Regions from separate parts of the Oryctolagus cuniculus genome. Here region 1 is linked to region 2. Evidence: chromatin contacts called from public Micro-C data. All regions are on one chromosome and are shown on one strand. Each heading gives the region's core, a stretch centred on a gene start, on an enhancer-like site or on the middle of the called end of the contact. The rest is flanking DNA. Distances are from core to core; before and after follow the strand shown. Region 1 holds the start of LOC100346422 (ATP-binding cassette sub-family A member 17). Region 2 holds the start of ATP6V0C (ATPase H+ transporting V0 subunit c).

What was found. A called contact is a pair of places that touch in the nucleus more often than the background predicts.
Region 1: a Micro-C map of ear pinna shows a contact between it and region 2, with 3 times the contacts expected there. The contact joins the promoter of LOC100346422 here to the promoter of ATP6V0C in region 2. A contact is called at or near these places in 2 of 6 Hi-C or Micro-C datasets (ear pinna and an unstated tissue).

What each region holds. Positions count from the first base shown.
Region 1 is chr19:32,960,920-32,964,465 of mOryCun1.1, reverse strand. LOC100346422 (ATP-binding cassette sub-family A member 17) reads left to right here and starts at 1,492. Exons shown (of 29, transcript XM_051836206.2): 1 at 1,492-1,723; 2 at 3,077-3,164. The coding sequence starts at 3,158. LOC100345135 (phospholipid-transporting ATPase ABCA3) reads right to left here and starts at 1,334. Exons shown (of 32, transcript XM_070064106.1): 1 at 1,318-1,334.
Region 2 is chr19:32,798,918-32,802,666 of mOryCun1.1, reverse strand. It overlaps ATP6V0C (ATPase H+ transporting V0 subunit c), which reads left to right and starts at 2,350. Exons shown (of 3, transcript XM_070064099.1): 1 at 2,350-2,604. The coding sequence starts at 2,526.

The sequences.
Region 1 (3,546 bases), core at 243-2,742, 160 kb before region 2:
CGGGCGGAGCAACCGGTGTCCCGTGTGTCAGAGTAACCAAGTGTGCAACTGAAAAGCAGTCTCGAGTAAATTTTTAAAGAAGTGGGGTGAGGGGCATTCTCGCGGCACTTTTACCTATTCCCCCCTTTCTCTCACGCTTCCACGAGGCAAACTTTCAAAAACGGCCGGAGTCTTCCCAAGTGTGCAAGAGGCAGGGGCAAAACTTCCTGATTCAAACGCTTCGGGTGCTCAGGAGGACCCAGAGGAAGGTGACCCCTGCGCCACGCCCGGGTCTGCACCCGACCCCGTGACTCGCTGCGCGAGCATTTCCCGGTGCCTGTCTCGCGTGGAGAGCCTGGCCCACAGGCCAGGAGGCACAGAGCAGCCCTCGGAGGGACAGCTTTCTCTGTGTCACTCCCAAGGAGGCGCAGCGGGCCGCGCCCCACACAACGCACACAGTGCACCTGCCGGAGCCCCGCGCCCAAACCGGGCCCTGCCCTCTGGGGCTTGGGGCCCACCGGGAAGAGAGCCCCAGCTGTAGGCGCACGCACCCCGCCCGCGCCCACCCCAGGGAGGGTGGCGGACACTCACGCCACTCAGGCTGGACCGTCGGGAATGAGGCGGGCGGGCGCAGGCTGAGTCCGGCAGGGCAGGGCGGGGCGGGGGCGCTTCCCTGCCGCTGCGGGCACCTGCGCCGAGAGGAGCGGGGCGTCCCCGCGGCCCCGCCTCGCCCCAGCCGGGGACGCGGGCGCCATGCCAGCCCCCGGCGCGCGGAGGCCCGCGCCCTGCTGCGACGGCGCCTTCGTCCACCTCTCGGCTCCGCACGCACAAAGGGCTCCGCGGGCACCAAGTTTCTGCAGCAGCGCCCGCAGGGAAGTGGACACACCCAAAGCGCCCCGAATCTAACAGCGCGGCGGGGGCTGCGGGAGACGCCTCGGGGCGGGGGTGCGGGGCTGCGGGAGAGGACGAGGGCGGGCAGAGCCGACCGGGCGTGGACGCGGCCCCGGAGCCGCGAGCCTGGGAGCGAGCGCGCGAACAGGGGTCCCGGCGGCACTCACCGACGCTCAGCGCCGGGGCGGCGGCGGCCGGCGCGCGGCCCTCTCGCAGTGTCCCCTCCCTCGGCACCCCCGGTTCTGCTCCAGCCCTGCAGGGGCTGCGGCGGCCGGCGGTGACAGCGCCCAGGCCGCCCCGCCGGAGAGCAGGCACCTGCCACCAGCGACCTGCGGGCGCACGGGGCGGCTCCGCTCCTGCAGGAGGAGCGCCGGCTCGCGCGTGCGCAGACCGTCGCCCCTGCAGGTGCCGGACCACCCCCGCCAGCTTCAGCCGCCTCAGCCTTACCGACCCGCGCCTGCGCAGTGCTCCGCGCCTGCCCTCCGTCCGGAGGGGGGCGCGCTGCACGGCGCGTGCGCATTCGGTCCTCCCTGCGGGTACGCGGCTCCCTCGCACCCACTCAACTGCGCGTGCGTAGTGCCCCGCCCGCGCCCGTGTCCGACAGGGGGCGCGCGGCGCGCGGGACGCCCGGGAAGCCCACACGGGCGGCGAGGCGGACGCCGGCAGGACTCGCTGGCCTACATGTGCTTCCGAAACAGAACTTTGACGCCTCTGGGCCGTTTTTCCGTTTCCCGTTCCTCGCTGTCTGTGCGTGGCCTGGCGCGTTACTCTTGTCACTAAGGACAGCGAGGAACCCTCTGGATCCGGCCCTTCCGGGCTGGCCGCGGGTTTAGGGGCGGTCCGGCATCCCCAGGTGTGGCCGCGTGGTGTCACCACAGGCAGGAGGGTCCCAAAGGGTCGGGGTCTGCTCAGGCCAGGGGGTCCCGGGGGTAGTTTCGGGCTGCAGGGGGGTCGGGGAGGCGCTGGGGTCACCTCAGGCCAGGGGGTCCCGGGGGTGGCCTGGGGTCTAGGTCACCTCAGGAGGGCGGGGGGGGGCACGCCGGGGTCACCTCAGGTAGGAGGGCGGGGGGGGGGTCCCTGGTGACGGGGTCAAAGGCCACAGCCGCAGGGGCTCGGGGTCACCTCAGGAGGGCGGGGGGGGGGGAATGCCGGGGTCACCTCAGGTAGGAGGGCGGGGAGTTCCTGGTGACGGGGTCAAAGGCCACAGCCTCAGGGACTCAGGGTCACCTCAGGAGAGGGGGGGCACGCCGGGGTCACCTCAGGTAGGAGGGCGGGGGGTTCGCGTGACGGGGTCAAAGGCCACAGCCTCAGGGGCTCGGGGTCACCCGGGCGTGGCGGGGGCTGGGCGGGTGGGGCCGCCGGACGGAGAGCTGGGCAGCGCGCGGCCAACAGTTTCCGCGGACCGGGTCCAGTGGGTCCCCGCTCCCCGCCGGACCCGACGCCGAGTCGCGCCCCCGGTGAGAGGCCGGCGGCCTGCGCCCCGCCGCTCCTGGGGCTCCTTCGGGCCGTGGGGTGCGGGCGTGTGCCCCTTTTGTTGTAGCCCTGCGCTACCTTGCGTGGTGGTCTGTGGGCCCCGAAGCGGACGCCGAGGACGGGGCTGTGTGTGCCGCCCGGGGTGTCCCGGGTCCCAGGGCGCCTGGCGCGGGGAGGTTCCAGCCAAATGCCTGTTAAACGGAGTCAGGGGGGCCTGCCCGGACTGGTGTGGCGGTGTCGTGTCACCTGTCTGAAGCTCCATGTCCTTATCCCTAGATTTCAACCGGTAACAATACTAATACTAATACTAATACTAATACTAATACTAATACTAATATAATGCTAATACTAATACTAATACTGGAGGGTTTTGCTTTTGTTTTTGAGGGTCGTGGGAGCAAATGCCTGTTTAACTGCTTATCACAATGCCTGGCACATAAATGCCAAATACATGATAGAATATTTTCCGACTAGTCTGTCTCATGAGCATGCGGGGAAAAAGATCATCGAAGGCAGTTACCGGATGGGTGGAGGGGAGCAAACACCTTAAAAACGTTTCCCCCTCGGTCACAGATTGCACAGCCCATGTCCCCAGACCCTGTCCTCTGGGCCCTGCCAGAGTGTGTGACCCTGGCCCACTGACTGGCTTTTCTCTTCACCTTGCCTCTTCTTCAATCTTTTTTTTTTCCTCCCAAAAAACCTGTTTTTGTGATTTCCAACTTGGATTGGTTAGAACTTGAAGTTTTCCCCAGCCTTTCCAGTTGTGTATAACCAAATGGAGGAACAAAGCTGTCGGACTCAGAATTTCGCTTAGATGAAAGGTGAGAGGCAGGTTACTGGAAAAGGGTATTTCCTAGATGAAGAGCTGCAAAGAGTACTACTTTTGTATCTTTGTTCTCAACTCTGCTGCCGACATTAGTATAAGCAGTCTAAGCGGGGAGCTGGAGCTCACCAGCAAAGAGGTGGCTGGTACACAGATTTCCGGCTCGGGGTTCCTGTTAAAAATTGTTGCCTACAGTGAGCTGGACCCTTCTGATGCCCTTTAGCAGCTAGTGAAAAAGTCATCAAATTGGACTCAATGCCCAATATTAAAAAAAAAAAAAAGCTAGATGCTCCCTCTCTAAGTGGGGGCTGAGTATATAGTATATATGATCATAATTTGTTCAGTCACCCAGGAGAGCTGAGACTGTTCAGGTTGCTGGA
Region 2 (3,749 bases), core at 1,101-3,600:
ATCCCAAGCCGCTCCTTCCCCGCGACTGGAAATCCCCGCCTGCCGAGGCGGTGACGGGCCAGGGGCTTGTGACCATGATTTCACGCAGGGGGAAGTAGCGGCGAGGGAGACAGCAGAGTCCCATGCTATTCCCAGCCCAGATTCCACACTGCCCAGGGGCGCTGCCCAGAGAGGGGCAGTCAGGGGAAGGTGACCCGGGCCCTTCCTGTTCTGTCGCTGGTCACCGGATGCTCGCCGAGCCCCACGCCCAGGCCGGCACAGGCCCTGCGGCTGCAGTTTCAGTTCCACCACTCGCCAGCTGGCTGACCCCAGGAGGGGCCCTTGGCCTGCTTAGACCCGGTTCCTTGTGCCCAAATGAGAGCTGAGGTTGGAGGTGATGATACCCGCCATGGAATAGGAACAGAGGCCCAGGGACTCCCAGGAGGGCTTCTGGAGGAGGGGCGAATCCCCAGGGAGGAGGGCGGAGGAGAGTTGGTGCTGACGGGGACACGGGTGACAGGGAGGGTCGTGTGGCTGTGGGGAGAGGGCTGGGCTGACTGGGGTGGCGGAGGGGGCTTGGGGCAGGCCGAGCGGGCTGGAGACTGGGACAAGGCCAGGCCAGATGTGAAGGTAGCTGCAGTGGGCGGGGTGGGAGTGCAGCCGGCAGCCTGCCCGCCCCCTCAGACACCAGAACTTGGGCAGAAAGCGAGGACGGATCCTGGGAGGGAAGTGGCTCCCTGGGGCAGCGCTCTGCCCACCCTGGGCAGTGGCCTGCCCTCCCCTCCCCCACCCCAGGCGGCTACCCTGACCGGAGCCAGCACCTTCTCCCTGGTCTGGGCTGCCCTGGCCCTGTACCCCACCTGCCGGCAGTTGTGTGGGCGGCACTGGGTATTCCCTCACCAGGGCAGTCCAGACTGGAAAGGTGCAGGTAGACAGGGACAAAGCCATGATGAGGCCAGGGTCACCCCGGGGAAGGGCAGAGCCAGGGACCCGCTGTGGAGGCCGGCACCAGGGCCTGGGCCTGCCCTTGCTCCTCCCATGACCTCTGGTGGACGAGGGAGTGAGTAGGAGAGCAGGGTGGCTGCTGGGGGAGCAGAGGCCCCCTTGGACACCCTCACAGATGTCCCTCCGCGCAGAGGCATGGCCGGCATCGGTGACCTTGGCAAGGGCAAGGAGCCAGGGGGTGAGGGGGGGTGAGGCAGTGGCAGGGATCCCTCTTTACAAGAGCCAGCACCCAGCAGGACGGCTCGAGGTGGGCGAGGCTCCCAGCCGCCTCTGCTATGCGACAGGTTGCCCCGGGCACGTTTGCCGCCGCTGGTGCCAGAGGTGGCAGCCCTGGCCAGACGAGAGGGCCGCTGTGCTGTTGAGAGGCAGGTGGAACCGGTGGCAGGCCCGGGCCAGCCGTGGCAACCCCACCAGCACCCAGGCCACGCAAGGAGAGGCCTCTATCCCTGAGACCATGGGGTGGGGGGCTCCAAGGAGACCAAGGCAGGCCAGGGGCAGCCACCTAGGGCTCCTGTAGGTGGGGTGGGAACAGACAGGCAGAGCCGGCTGTGGGCACAAGGCAGCCACCGGGGCTCTGGGAACGGCTGGACTCCATTCCAGGACGGGGGACCTAAGGGCGTGGGGGCTGCCGGGACAGGCAGGAGGCCCGGGATGCCCGCACACGCGCGGACCTCCGGGACAGCTTCCTCAGTGGCAAACCGGTGGTTTCCAATCAGTCACGCACACCTCGGGGGGCAGGCACCCCCCACCACCACCACCGAGGCGTGGGTGCGGACAGGGGCGACGTCGCCAGCAGCCGGGCCAGCGGACGCGGTGCCTGGGACTGCAGGAGAGAGGGGAGGGGACCCGGGAAGACAGCAGGGCTGCAGCCAGAGGCTGGGGAGCCGCGGGCGGGTGGAGGCGGCGGCCGGCGCCCCGGCTCCTCTGCTCGCCCCAGAGACCCGAGGTCCAGCCTGGCGTCCGGGGGAGTCGGATCGTTCCTGGGCCAAGGCCGTGAGAACACAGACGCGCAAGGAGGCGCCGGGAATGCACGCCAGGAACGCGAAGAAAAGCGTCTGTCGGAACCGAACACCTGCGGGCTCCGCGCAGCCGCAGAAGGGGCGGGGCGCCAAGAGGCCCCGCCCCGCATGCTAATCAGACCCCGCCCCGGCCCGGCCCGGGAGCCGGACGAGCCCAACGCCGCAGGGTTCTGGGGGCGGCCGGCGCCCGGCCGCGGACCACGGAGGCCGCGGCGGGCCGGGGCGGGGCAGGCGTCCGAGCCCGGGCGGGCGTGCTCCCGCGGCCCAGGCCCGGGGCGGTCAGCGGGGTCCCGGCGCCGTGGCTCCCCACCGGCGCGAAATGGCGCGGCCCCAGGGGCGGGGCCCGGGTCATGTGACGCGGCCGCGGCCGCCATTTTGTTCTGCGGTGCTGGTATTTAGAGCGCAGCGGCTGACGAGCCGGGTCGCTTTCCCCGCCGACGGTCCGTCTGCTTCTCGCCCGCCCGCCCGCCGCCCGCGCCCCCCGCCTCGGCCCGCTGAGCTAGCCCCTCCCCACCCGCAGACATGTCCGAGGCCAAGAACAACCCCGAGTATGCTGCGTTTTTCGCCGTCATGGGCGCCTCGTCCGCCATGATCTTCAGCGGTGAGCGCCGCGGCAGGAGGGAGCCGGGGGTCCGGGGGTTCGCCAGCGGCGCCCGCGGGGTTCGTGCCCGCAGCTCGCCGGGGTCCGGCGTGTGACGTCACTCTGACGCAATCCCGGGCTGTCGCGGGTGCCCGGGCTTCGCCGGACGGCGGGCGGGGGTCGAGTGTCCGGCGAGCGGGGCGTGCAGGCTTGCCCAGGGTGCGGGTCCCGGGGGTCCCGGGGGTCCCGTGCCCGCGGCTCTGCCCGCCGGGCCGCGTCAGTGCGGGGGTGGGGCGGCGGCGCTGCCATCTTAGCCCCGGGAGGCGAAAGGGAGGCTGGGGTGGGGGCGCGGGGGGCGGCGCGCGGCGCTGCGCCCGCTCTGCGCGGCCCCGTTTGGGGGCAGGTGTGACATCACACCTCGGACAGCTCCCCGCCCCCGGCGCCCGGCGCGGCGGGGGCGTCCCCGGCGCTGCCCTGGCCGCAGGCAGCCTGTGCCTCCCGCGAGGGTCCGCGGCCGCGCCTTTGTGGCGGCTCGGATGGCGAGGCGCAGGTGGGTCTGGACCCGGGTCAGGTGCTTCCGGTTCGGGCTCGGCTCGGTTTCCCAGTCGCGCCGTCTGTGTGGGCTGCGTGGGAAAGCTGAGTGGAGGGGCTGCCGCGGGTCAGTGCCGGGAGGTGGGTGCGAGGGGGGCCCGGGGCATGCGCGTTGCCGGCCGTGCGCCTCGGGCGGGAGTCTGGCCTCCTGGACCTGATGAATGGACACGGAGTGAATGACCTTCCTCCTCCGCCCAGCCCGGGGTGGGGGGCTGGGGGCCCTGCGTTTGAGGCTGGGCATGAAGGGTCCTGGAGAGCCCAGGCCGGGAGTGTGAACCCAGGTCGCAGCCCCTGTGGCCTGGCCTGGCCTGGGCCTCCCCCCTCCCCGAGGTTTTCACTGACCCTGCCCCGGCCCGCCCTGCCGCACCCTCCCGGTGCAGGTATGCGGAGGGTTTGAACTCCAAACAGCCTCTGCTGACTGTAAACACCTGTGGGCCGGGGGCCGGGGTGCTCCTGGGCCTGCCGGGCGTCACGGGATGCCGAGCGGCCGCCCCTCCCAGCCTGCGGGGAGAAGGGGTCATTTGTGGCGGGACTGCTGTGGTCTAGACTTCCCCTTCTCCCCAGGCGGCTCCTCG